2 separate regions of the Mus musculus genome follow, and region 2 is linked to region 1. A link is a contact called in public Hi-C data. All regions are on one chromosome and are shown on one strand. Each heading gives the region's core, a stretch centred on a gene start, on an enhancer-like site or on the middle of the called end of the contact. The rest is flanking DNA. Distances are from core to core; before and after follow the strand shown. Region 1 has its middle 81 kb from the start of 1700019E08Rik. Region 2 has its middle 210 kb from the start of Gm13470.

Region 1 (6,005 bases), core at 1,218-3,717:
CAAGAATGAGAGCAAATTCATGTAAACTCTGCCAGAAGACCTTTGAAAATGTGTTAGTTATATTGAAAGCTAGGCTTTTCTGTCTGTCTAGAAAGACAGATAGATGTATCCTTACAGTCTACTTACCTGAGCAGAAAAAAAAAAAAAAAAAAAAAAAAGGCAAATGCTTTTGCTTGCTAGTTAAGGAAAAGACATTGGAGGCTGAGCAAGGGTGTTTTGGGAGAAAATACAAAATAAAAGATACAAAATAAAAGATGTGAACAGGTACCCTGTGTTTTTAGGAGTTGGCTAGTGTCAGTTAGACAGCATTTCCTGTTCAGGAAAACATCCTAAGATTTCCAGTATTGTGAATTTTTCAAGTAACAGGGCAGATAAAACCAAGAGAGTGGATACTTAGCATGTCCTAGCTCTATTGTAAGATGGAGGCTCACTGTAGAAATTTGTGTGGCAACGCAATGTATAGTAAATCTTTCTATAGGCAAGGACCATTTTGTTTGTTTGCTTGCTTGCTTGCCTGGTTTTAATGAAAACTCTGTATCGTCTTCATTCATTAGCACCAGAACACTGCTGCAAATCTCAGGGCACAGGGCAGGTAACAGAGTGGTGAAAGGGTTAAGTACCCATCCTGCCTTCCCAGTACGCCCCCTCGCATACTGCATCACAGTTCCTAATGGTAAAATCTATTAGGATGCACAATATTCTCCCAAGGGATAAGGAGAAGTCCTGTCATTTGAGATATTTAAAACTGTGGTGGAGAAAGCACCAGAGACTTGTGAGTGCCTGTGCTCCAACCCTTAGGACAGAATGCGTGACCTAATGGGTGCTTTCCACGCCTTAATGTCTCTGACTCTCCGTGTGTTTTAATAGCTACCTCATTTTTAAGTAGATGAGCAACACACTATTTTTTTTTAATGGAAATTTAGTTTGGCCTATAAAGTGTCAGGACAGAGGTGACAAGACAAACCACAAGGGAACGGAGGGAGCCTCGTGGAAACTTAATTGATTTGGAGAAAGGTTGAGCAAACACAACAGCATATTAGAATTTAGCAAATACTTCAACTTTTTTTTTCAAATGTTTTCAGTTCACGAAAACCCAAAACACATTTGGCTAAACACTTTTTCCTTAATTTCCAAGCCCATGTGTATTTCAAGGGAAATTTAATCCATGTGTTTCTGATTCATTTACACTTAGCTCATCAAAATGTGGTTTCGTAAGACCCATTTGATGTCTAAGAACCCTTGTGAGCTTTTTCATAAACTTTTTTTTTTCCTTTTAACCAGGAAGTTAGATTTTGCCAAGAGTCAGTGAAACTTCAACCTGAAAGACTTGGTTTTCTTTCAAATCTTAAAATCCTTAAAGCTGGTGGCAGTTAATGAGCAGGAGTGGGGAGCTTCAGGTCACATGGCCTTTGTTATTTTGAATAGCCTATCAATTCAAATGGCTTGAACCCCCTAGTTTATTGTAGAAAATGCCAAATTCTTGAAAATCATGTAGGAATCACAAGAGAATATAATATTTCCCTGTAGTCTGATAATGGTTCACTAATGTGCCTCTGGGTAATCAGGGCATTAATACCAGGGTTACCTCAGAGACAACCATAAAGAAATGACTCTAGAGATGTGTAGATTGATCATTTTTCTGCATTAAAAGAAAGATAACAGCCTTTTGCCAAATGCTTGTTGCCCTATGTACAGAACTGTTTGTGAAATCAGGAATGAGATAAAACCCTTCAGTGAATGTGCTGATTCAGGTGCACATAGTCGCCTATCTCATAGCTGCTGTTCCAAAGAGCATCTGGGGTAAGAATCACGCATCCGGCCCATCCGTCAAGAGCCTGTGAGCAAGCCAGCAGTGTTTGCACCTGCAGGATGAATTACAGCTTTGTTGAGTGTGGGAAGCTACATAATAAGACACCAGAGTGTTTCTTTCCTCTTACCCCCACCACCATTGCTCCTCGGTGTTTTTGCTTTGTCTTTACCGCCCCGCGTCTCCACCTTTAGACAATCACCGCCAAGATAATGGAGCAAATGTGGCACATTCATCCAAGGATGGGTTGACACAGAGTACACATTGCTTTCATTTGGTTGTTCTTTGGATGAATTCTTCCTTGAGAACAAGATAATGAAAACCATACGGTCATTGAACACAGGAATCTGCGTCACTTTGTTCCCTTGCAACCCGTTTCATTTCACAAAGGCGGGTCCGTCCCCGTGTTGCCTCCAGTCGGAGATCCCAGCCAGCTGGAATCCTGCCCTCTGCAGGCTTGCCCAAATCAGGGAGTGTTGTCATTGAGTTTCTGAGGTTCACCTGAATGACAGAAGCTGTGGGAATGTGGCAGGCCTTGCCAACCTTCTGCATCTCTAAAGCAAAGTGTCCTTTTTAGAATTTGCGTGCATTGTGCTCTGTAACCTTTATTGTGGGAGCTAAAAGATGAGTCAGGATGAGAAGTCAAGAACTGGGCTGTCTTAAGAGCTCTCTCATTGATTAAGAGCATGTACCACACTGAAGACTGAAACTGGGTTCCCAGTGTCCACATCTGGTGACTCAGTCAGTTTTAAATAGAACTTCAGAGAACCCTAAACCCTTACACTTTTGTCCCCCATGGACACATACACAACGCGTGCGAGTACATACACACTGGAGCACATACGTTCCTACACACGCATATACTTTAAAATAACAATATTTTGGTGTTTTAGTCTCATAACTATTATTGATTCTTTATGAATTTCACATCGTGCACCCAAATGCCACTCATTTCCCAGGCCTTCTATATCCACCCTCCACCTTTGCAATATCACCCCCCCCTTCGTCCTTCCCATGGGGAAGAAAACAAAACAAAACAAAGCAAAGTTTTGCCATGGAATCTGCCGTGAGTCACAGTGTGCCACACCCCTTCGCCCAAACAGCTTTACTTGCTAATGCTCATTACAATGAGTCATTGGTCTGGTTCGAGGCCTCTGGCTGCACCATCAATACAGGTTGATCCTCACCAGGACTTCTCTCATATATCTTGTTGCCCTGTGTCATGGAGATCCTGCAGGTTTGGTTCTGCCTTCACGCTCTCCAGTAGCACATAGATCCGGCAGTAGATGTTGGAGCCCTAGATTTGGGCCTGGCTAGTAAATGAGTTTGCCAACCTACCCCCTCTCTCTGGTGGCCATACCACCAGCGCCAGCTCTCCTAAACTCGCCAGCTCTTCCACGCTTATGCCATCAGGGCTAGCTCTTCGGTGCTGCTCAGGCAGAAGGGCTTTCCTGTGTGCTATAGCAATCAAGGAGTAGGGCCAGCTCAGAAAGGCCCTGGGACATCAACATGGCTTCAGGCGGCAGCTCAGAGGACATATGTCTTCATGGTCTTTGGTGATAACATCGACCACAGACACGTAAACACCTACACCAGAGCTAGAGACCCAGACATGGTCCTTTGCTGCAGAAGGGACCGGTCATCACCCTGGCCTCAAGTGGCAACACAGGCCTCTCTTATAAGGCTGTCCCTCACTGCTGTGAGTCTCGAGTTCTGTCTCTTCATAGTAGTACACGGTCTACTCTGCTTCTTTCTCCCCCATCTCGTTACCACTTGCTTATCTAGTGGCGCTTGGACTCTGAGCATCTTTCACTGGCCGGTGCCTAAATGGGGCAGCAGGTGGCCCATTCAATATAATTTAAAAATTTAGAAAGATTTTAAACTTTCATTGACCTCAAGCTTTGAATCGGTGCCTGAAAGACGGTATTATAGAGGCTATAGATGGTTTCTACTTCTTTTCTAGGTGTAATTTTCAGTCTCAGGAATAATTTGTAACTACAACGGCAAGCTCAAATGGCAGGTGTGAATTGAAGGTAAGGAACCATTTGCTGCTTCAAACTCCCTAACTGTGAATGGAGAGGCTGAAAACAATGAAAACACACATGTGATCTTTGACTTTGAGTAAACGACATTGCTCTTAACCTAGTAGTTTGCCATTTATTTTATCCAGACTCCAAAGCAGTATTGTAAAGTGTGTAAATTCATTTCAAGAATACAAAGGTAAAAAAACAAAAACAAAAAACAAAACACGTTTTGTTTTGAAACAAAAACAGGTTTTTTTTTTTTTTTTTCCTTAAAATTGGCCAAGAAGACTCTTCTGCCTTAATGGAACTCCAGAAAGCCACTTATGATTTAGATCTCACCTCATGACCTTTCTCAAAAATATTGAATTCAGAATCAAGCCTATATTCAATTGTAAAACGTTTCTCTTGTACATCTTTACAAAGCTGGAGAAACAGTATCAGGTTATTTGGCACTACAAATACACTTTACTTTTAATTAGAAATATTTCTCATGGGGCTGGGGAGATGACTCAAAGTGTGAGATCACTTGCTGGACAGGCATGATGAGCTGAGTTCAAATCCCCAGGCATCATATAAGAAATCAGATGTAGGTATGACCATAGACACCTCTACTCTAGTACTGTTGTAAGAATAAAGGGTATTTCTCTGTCTTGATGCCTGTTATTCTAGTTTCCTGTTCAGAGATCCTGTATCAAATGAAATAGTCACAGGTAATAGAGTAGGGTACCTCTCACCTTCGCATGACTACAGGCGTGTGGGCACTAACACTTGCATGTGTGTATAAATCATATATCACATGCACACATAAAATAAATATTTGTCATTATTGACAAACTCAGAAAAACATTGCCTAATGTCGAATTGTTGTTTTCATTTACTGTAAGTGCAAGCCAAACTGATTAGTGAGAATATATGGGGCTGGAGAGATATCTCTTTGGTGAAGAGCACCTACTACTATGATTTTACCATATAAGATTTTACCACCACTCATGTGGTGGTTCACACCCACACTTAAGACTAGCTCCAGGTTTGACACCCTTTTCTGACCTTCATGGTGTCTTGGTTACTGTTGTATTATTGTGAAGATACAGTATGAACAAGATAACTCTCGTAAAAGGAAGCATTTAATTGGGGGCTTGAGCACAGTCTTAAAGGGTAAGTCCATGGCCATCATAGTGGAAAGGAGAAAGGCAAGGTGCTGGAGCACATCTAAGAGATTATGCCCTGATCCACAGGTAGCAGGCAGAGAAATACTGGGCTAGGCATGAGCTTTTAAAGCTTAAGTCACCCTCTGGTCTTATACTTCCTTCAGTACCACACCTCTTCCAACCGTGCCATATCCCTAATTCTTCCTAAATAGTTAATTGACTGGGAAGTAAGCATATGGAGCTTATGAAGGCCATCCCCATTCAAACTACCACAATGGACATCTGCCAGGTGTGTGGTATACGCAAATAGCATAGACACTCAGGTACATAAAATAAAAGAAATAGTTCTAAAATATTGTTAAAAGAATATATGTACTGCTATTATAGTTACTATGACTATGAAATTAAAAGGAACTTATAATAATTTTATTGAAACTCAATGTTGTGAATCAACTTCTAATAATATCTGTAGCTATTAGACTGTTCGAAGTTCCCACATGCACTGCCATCAGATAAGCTTAGCTATAAATATTTATACAGTACAATTTGAACAATTAAGAAAATTGTAAAGATCAATAAATGTGTGGGATAGGCTACATCCACCTAAACTGGTGGGTAATCAGAAAGCTTCCTAAAGAATCATGGTATTGAGGGCTGAGTTACAACCAAGTGATAATTATAAATGCACTTTGGAAAGTTTGTACAGCATGAGGGACTAATCTCATGCTAACACAAGTCCAAAAAAAGATGAGACTTAGTTGAAGCTAGGGGGCTCTTGGGGGTCTCCCACACACACACACACACACACACACACACACACACACCCCTCTTTCTCTTTTTCTCTTTCATTTTGCGTTCCATAAGGAGAGCAGCTGTGATGGGTAGCTTCCTATAGCTGTGATGAATAGTTGAGAGAAGAAATTAAAGAGAAGAAGTATTTTCGCATATATTTTCAGAAGTTTCTTTTTGTCACGTGACTTTGGGCTTGGGTGAGGTTGAATATCTTGTTGTCCACATGGTGTGGAG
Region 2 (6,615 bases), core at 2,677-5,176, 450 kb after region 1:
CTAAATTCTCGGGCATACAGTGCTTAACTAATACTTTATAACTTAAGTGATGATTAAGATTTGTTATACCAATCAGAATGGCTAACATCAAAACTTCAGGTGATATCACATATTCATAAGGATGTGAGTGGGTGGGTTGGGGAGCAGGGGGAGGATGTAAGGAATAGGGGTTTTTTCTAAGGTTAAACCAGGAAAGGGGATAACATTTAAAATGTAAACAAAGAAAATATCTAATAATAAAAACGAAAGACGAAGAACATTATGAGTTTTACAGGCAAATGGATGGAATTAGAAAATATATTCCTGAGTGAGGTAACTCAGCCCCTTTGTACTTCAATTGTTGTCTTTCTTTGAAGAACAAATTAAATTTCAACCATAGCCAAAGTAAACTTTACTTTTGCATGGTATGTTCTCACTATTAAGTGTATATTAGCCAATAAGTATAGAATACCCAGGATACTCTCCACAGAATTCAACAAAGTTAACAAGCTAAAGGACCCAAATGAGGATACAACTTGGAGAGAGAAGAATATAATCACTGGAGGCATAGGGAGAGGGTCATGGGTGGGAAGAGAAAAGTAAAAAGATCAGATATGGTGGGGGTAGAAACAGGACAGAATTTCATAAGGCCAGCAGAATTAATAGAAATATGCAAGCTTGAAAGGTGGGAGATAGGGGGACCTGCTAGAAAGTACCAGAGTACCTGGGAGGTGAGAGTCCTTTAGGACTCAAAGATGAAATGTCCAACAGTGGGGAGAGGTCTACTTTCCAAAAGACAGGACAAGTAGAGGGATGGAGTTGTCATCCAAAAGTCAAAAATTCTGACCCAGAATTGTTCCTGTCTAAAAGAACTTCAAGAACAAAAATGGAGAAGAGACTGAGGGAAAGGCTGTCCAGTGACTGGCCCAACTTGGGATCCATCTCAAGGGGAGGCTTCATGGCCTGATACTATGTCTGATGGTATAGTGTCCTTACTGATAAGAGCCCAGCATGGCTGTCTTCTGAGAGGCCCAATAATCAGCTGACTGCGACGAACACAGATACTAACACCCAACTATTGGACTAAGTCGGGGATCCTTGTGGTTGAATTTGGGAAAGCCTGGAAGAAGCTGAAGAGGAGGGTGACCACATAGGAAGATGTGCAGCCTCAACTAACCCAGAACCCTAAGATCTCTCAGACACTAAGCCACCAACTAGGCAATATACATGAGCTAGTCTGAGGCCCTGACACATATATAGTAGAGGACTGCCTGGTTTGTCCTCATTGTGAGATATGCCTAACCCTGGAGAGACTTGAGGTCCCAGGGAGTGAGGAGGCCTGGTGTATGTGTGTATGGGAAGTTTCTTCTTGAAAATTCTTCTTGGACAATTTACTATATTCTGGAAATTCATGTGTTGAACCAGCAAAACCCAGCAACCATACTCTCTCTTTGTATTAGTTTTCAAGCACTGTATTCCAAGCTTCAGTTTCCACATCTATGACACTGGAACACAAGCTAACCTTTACAGTGAAGACAATGCTGTCTCTCTAGGTCTCTTGTAATTTTATTTTACTAAGACTGAATAGTCCTTCTTTAAGTTTCTATGTACTCTACTCCTAAGGCAACATAACTTTTCCAGTTATTCAAATAAAATTATCAATCCTAATTTCTTGAAAGGAATATTATACTGAAAAATATTCCACAGGTATATTTCAGATCCAAGAGAAAAATATAGAATGTTTTATTTATGCCAAAGAGATAAGAATTCTGGTGTGAAGGTGAGGCTATTATCTGTACATATCTTGACTGGAGCATGGAAGTCACTGGTGAGGCTTTTCCAATAATGATAAGCAAGACTGGACTAACCTGAAGGTCTTTTATATAGAGGACCGAAAATAAATGCAAATTGTTTTGAAACAATAATTGGTGGGCTTTGCTGTCCAATGGAATAAATGTGAATAGTCAAAATATGGGAGGAATGAGAAATATGATCAAAGAAAGAAGTTATGAGGAAAACTTGGATTCATTTAACCAGGTAAAGTACTACCACTGACAGAAATATGTGTTAAGATAAATATGTGAAGCAGAGAAGCCCGCGTAGATTACTTAGCTTGTGTTAGGTTTTCCTCAGCCTTACTTTACATCATCTAGTCACTAGTCCTTTTGTGGTTCTGATTTCTCCATATTCACCAAATACAAACATTCATTATCTTCAGAAGATGAACAGATTCTGCAAATCTAATTAATTCATTAGATTAATCCTTACACTCCCTAATGTGTTTCAATCTCACTAAAAACAACAACAACAACAACAACAACAACAACAACAACAATCTTCCCCATTGTCCTACAGTAAAGAGAGCCAGAAGCAGATATTGGAAAGAGGCTTAACCCTATCAACCATAAAGATGAACATAGAACTGATGGGTATCTGAGATTGAAATTGGGCAGAAAAGAGCATTATATCACAATATTAAAGAGAAAAGTCACTGCAAATCTGTACAGTTCTTATATTTTGAAAAACTCCACCACCAGGAAAGACGAATTACTCTTCCTTTTGACCTTAACCTTCATTCCTTTCATTGGAGAATAGAAGGAAATGTGAACAATGGGGAAATATTGATTCTTAATAATTAATGTAAAAATGTAGAAAAATATAGAATGTTTGAAGCTATGTAAAACATTTAAAGGAAGGTATTTAACAGAAAAACAGCAGTCTGAGAGTTTTTACACTAATGAACACTCAAAACAGGAATTGTGTGTAAGTGATACATAAGTAAAGACAGTGATGATGTGGCAAATGGACTGTATGTAGCATAGCCTGAAGGAGAAAGAGTCTGGGAAGCAATCTTTGATCCTTAGCATTTGATAGCTCAGTGTTGGTTGTAGCTTTTGACTTTCAATTTTCCTCATGAAATATTTCTTAATATATATCACCTACAAGTGAAATGAGTGATTAACATGAAACTAAATTATGTAATACTTTTAAAGTAAAACCATAAAAGTAATACTGAAATTCAGGAGATCTCTTCTATCTCAGTCAAATTTCTCTGCAAATGTTATCCCAGATAATCTAGACATATCCAGAGGAATGTCTCGAGGATATTTTCAAATCTAGCCAATTTGATAATGACACATTGGGTAAGTCTTCACTTCTATACCTGGCTTTTTTAGGAATTAATAAAAGTGTATACCTAAGGGGAAAATATGTTTGGGAAAATTACCTTTTACAACTGTCTATATTTGAAAAAAATTCAGGAGTGAACAAATGTGACAAAGAATGAAAATGCTGCTGATGCAGAGAGGGAGGATGGAAGATAAGATATCGGACAAAGATAGGTCCCAAAGATGTAAAAAATGGAGGCACAAGGGCATGGGAGACACTTCTACTATGTGACTTTTGATCCATGATCTCTTGAATAGGCTCAAGACCCCTGAAGGAAAACCCCTTACTTTCACACTAGCACAAAGCAGAAAAGGTCTTAAAAGTAAGGTCCTGGCATTTATCAAGATTTTGCTTTCAGTTGGCTTGAACTGTAAAACAGCTACTTGACCATACAGTCATCATATTCTTTAAAAATAAACACAACCATAATGAATTGGAATTCAGAAAAGATGATTCATATGGAACAATTTCAGCTCTTCAATGAGATGGCTCTAAAATCAGCATGAATCAGGCTGACCTGTAAGCAGTGTCATAGAAACAGGTTCTCCACCCTGTTCTTTTGTTATTCTCTTCCCCTCCCAGGTCTCTGAAGTCAAGAATCCTCCATGTCTCCTCGTGTGCTGCTAATAACTAAGTCGAAGCCAGGTTCTCCACAGGCTCTCCTTGTAAATCTAATTTTCTTATATCCATTGTCCTTTTCCTCTCCAACTTGAGATGAGCAGTAGTCAGAAATGAACAAGCTTATTATTAATAATATCTGGTATTGGTGCACACTAACCCCATCTTGAATTCTTGAGAAATCATGACTCATTGGAATCTCTCCCTGAATTTCAGTACCAGAAGCACTTCTAGGAAGCCCCAGCAATGTGTTTTTTTGATGATACTCTTTAGGCAAATTTACATTTTCAAAGCAGTAACTTTATGACAGTCATTGGGAAGCTACAGTGTGAAATCATGCCCACTGCATACCTTGGTGTAACTATGGGAATTAAGTGTGATTTTTTTTTTTACATTTTAAGTGATTTTTAAAATGTCTAACTAATAATAATTTCTTAAATGGAAATCAAATTCCAGTATCAAAAATATAGTTTAATTAGAATACAGATCTGACCTTCATTTATTGTTTCAGGTACTTTTTCATAAAACTCATTGCTCACAGTCATTATCACATTATGGACTGTTATCACAAAATATTTAACTAATCTCCAGTCCACAGAAAATAATGGCCCTGCAATTGTGAGCTGTGGCGTTTTAGAGTCAATATATGAAAAATATTAACCTTTTATACTTTTTTATGATATCTTCCTATTCACAATTTTTGTCCTCTTTGTTCAGTTTTTTAGGATCATTTCTCCCCAGCCAGATGCCTTCTAGTCACCAGCGGATGCTTCATGGAGTTGCTTCAGTGCAAGGAGCCAGCCGTACATAAGGTTTGGAGACATGCGCTGGCAATAACATGCCTGTTTAGCTGAGGGTCTCAAACATTGCTCACTCTGCATTAAATTGTCGATGTGATTGATGAAATCATGTGTTCTCAGGGCAAATACCACAAGATCTCTCCTACTAGTTTACAGCGGAACATTGAGAATCTGCAGGTAGTCTCGTTAACTATGGTTCTGGTGGTCTGAAGGCCATGTGTTTGAGAATCACTCATTTGTAAGAGCACTGTAAGGAAGTCATCACTGGTATTTGAGAGGAGGCTGATGATAATTTAAATAAACACTCTTGAACTGGGTTCTTGAAGAATTCTCTCTGTTTTTTTTTTTCTGAATAGATATAAACATTCTTTTTGTCTAAGGGTTATGATTTAGGATCATAAAGCAAAAGGACAAAACTTAAAATTGAAAACTCAGAAAAGCATAGTTTGATCCAAAGATCTTCAAGGAGACTCTTGAGCTATTTTCCTGCCAGGGTGTGTTTACTTCACTTTATTCGGTTAGGTAAGGTATCTGTTTTAAGGACTTCTTACATTACTTTTGCTTTTCTTTATATTTAAATATCACATTTAATCTTTCTCTGTAAAGATATTCAGTTAACTCTATAGCATGGTCCTCTTCCTTGTTATTAAAATCTCTTTCAGTTCAACTTTGTATCTCATGTCTCTAAATTAAGATATAACAGGGAATTTTTGTGAACTTTATGACTAAAGTCTTCTGACTTGGAGAATAAAAATTACGAATAGGAAACAATAGCATAAATGTTAATTTATACATAATACCCCTGATTCTAATTTTATTTACTTTTGTCTAATAATAGTAATATGACAAGCTTTCAACATTTATTGTAGTCAAAAAACTATTATCAAAACTATTATCAAAACTATTATCAAAACTATTATGAGATAAGTTTAGATCTTCGACAAGGGAGCTAAAACCATCCAGTGGAAGAAAGACAGCATTTTCAACAATTGGTGCTGGCACAACTGGTTGTTATCATGTAGAAGAATGCGAATCGATCCATACTTATCTCCTTGTACTAAGGTCAAATCTAAGTGGATCAAGGAACTTCACATAAAACCACAGACACTGAAACTTATAGAGGAGAAAGTGGGGAAAAGCCTTGAAGATATGGGCACAGGGGAAAAATTCCCGAACAGAACAGCAATGGCTTGTACTGTAAGATCGAGAATTGACAAATGGGACCTAATGAAACTCCAAAGTTTCTGCAAGGCAAAAGACACCATCAGTAAGACAAAAAGACCACCAACAGATTGGGAAAGGATCTTTACCTATCCTAAATCAGATAGGGGACTAATATCCCATATATATAAAGAACTCAAGAAGGTGGACTTCAGAAAATCAAATAACTCCATTAAAAAATGGGGCTCAGAACTGAACAAAGAATTCTCACCTGAGATTCCACCTCACACCAGTCAGAATGGCTAAGATCAAAAATTCAGGTGACAGCAGATGCTGGCGTGGATGTGGAGAAAGAGGAACACTCCTCCATTGTTGGTGGAATTGCAGGCTTGTACAACCACTCTGGAAATCAGTCTGGTGGTTCCTCAGAAAATTGGACATAGTACTACCGGAGGATCCAGCAATACCTCTCCTGGGCATATATCCAGAAGATACCCCAACGGGTAAGAAGGACACCTGCCCACTATGTTCATAGCAGCCTTATTTATAATAGCCAGAAGCTGGAAAGAACCCAGATGCCCCTCAACAGAGGAATGGATACAGAAAATGTGGTACATCTACACAATGGAGTACTACTCAGCTATTAAAAAGAATGAATTTATGAAATTCCTAGCCAAATGGATGGACCTGGAGGGCATCATTCTAAGTGAGGTAACACATTCACAAAGGAACTCACACAATATGTACTCACTGATAAGTGGATATTAGCCCCAAACCTAGGATACCCAAGATATAAGATACAATTTGCTAAACACATGAAACTCAAGAAGAATGAAGACTGAAGTGTGGACACTATGCCCCTCCTTAGAATTGGGAACAAAACACCCAT

What was found. Hi-C and Micro-C count contacts between places; a contact is called where the count stands out from the background.
Region 2: a contact with region 1 is called in a Hi-C map of adipose-derived mesenchymal stem cells, with 4 times the contacts expected there. The contact joins two enhancer-like sites. A contact is called at or near these places in 2 of 484 Hi-C or Micro-C datasets (adipose-derived mesenchymal stem cells and uterus) and 1 of 115 datasets of contacts at active chromatin or transcription factors (fibro-adipogenic progenitors).

What each region holds. Positions count from the first base shown.
Region 1 is chr2:45,774,739-45,780,743 of GRCm38.p6, forward strand. No RefSeq gene overlaps it. Among named protein-coding and RNA genes, the nearest start is that of 1700019E08Rik, 81 kb to the left of the region's middle. Within about 2 kb of position 2,468, at least 72 of the 459 cell types and tissues checked have an H3K27ac peak or open chromatin away from gene starts, as enhancers often do. A contact at or near this core is called in adipose-derived mesenchymal stem cells, where this site is marked.
Region 2 is chr2:46,227,350-46,233,964 of GRCm38.p6, forward strand. No RefSeq gene overlaps it. Among named protein-coding and RNA genes, the nearest start is that of Gm13470, 210 kb to the right of the region's middle. Within about 2 kb of position 3,927, at least 24 of the 459 cell types and tissues checked have an H3K27ac peak or open chromatin away from gene starts, as enhancers often do. A contact at or near this core is called in adipose-derived mesenchymal stem cells, where this site is marked.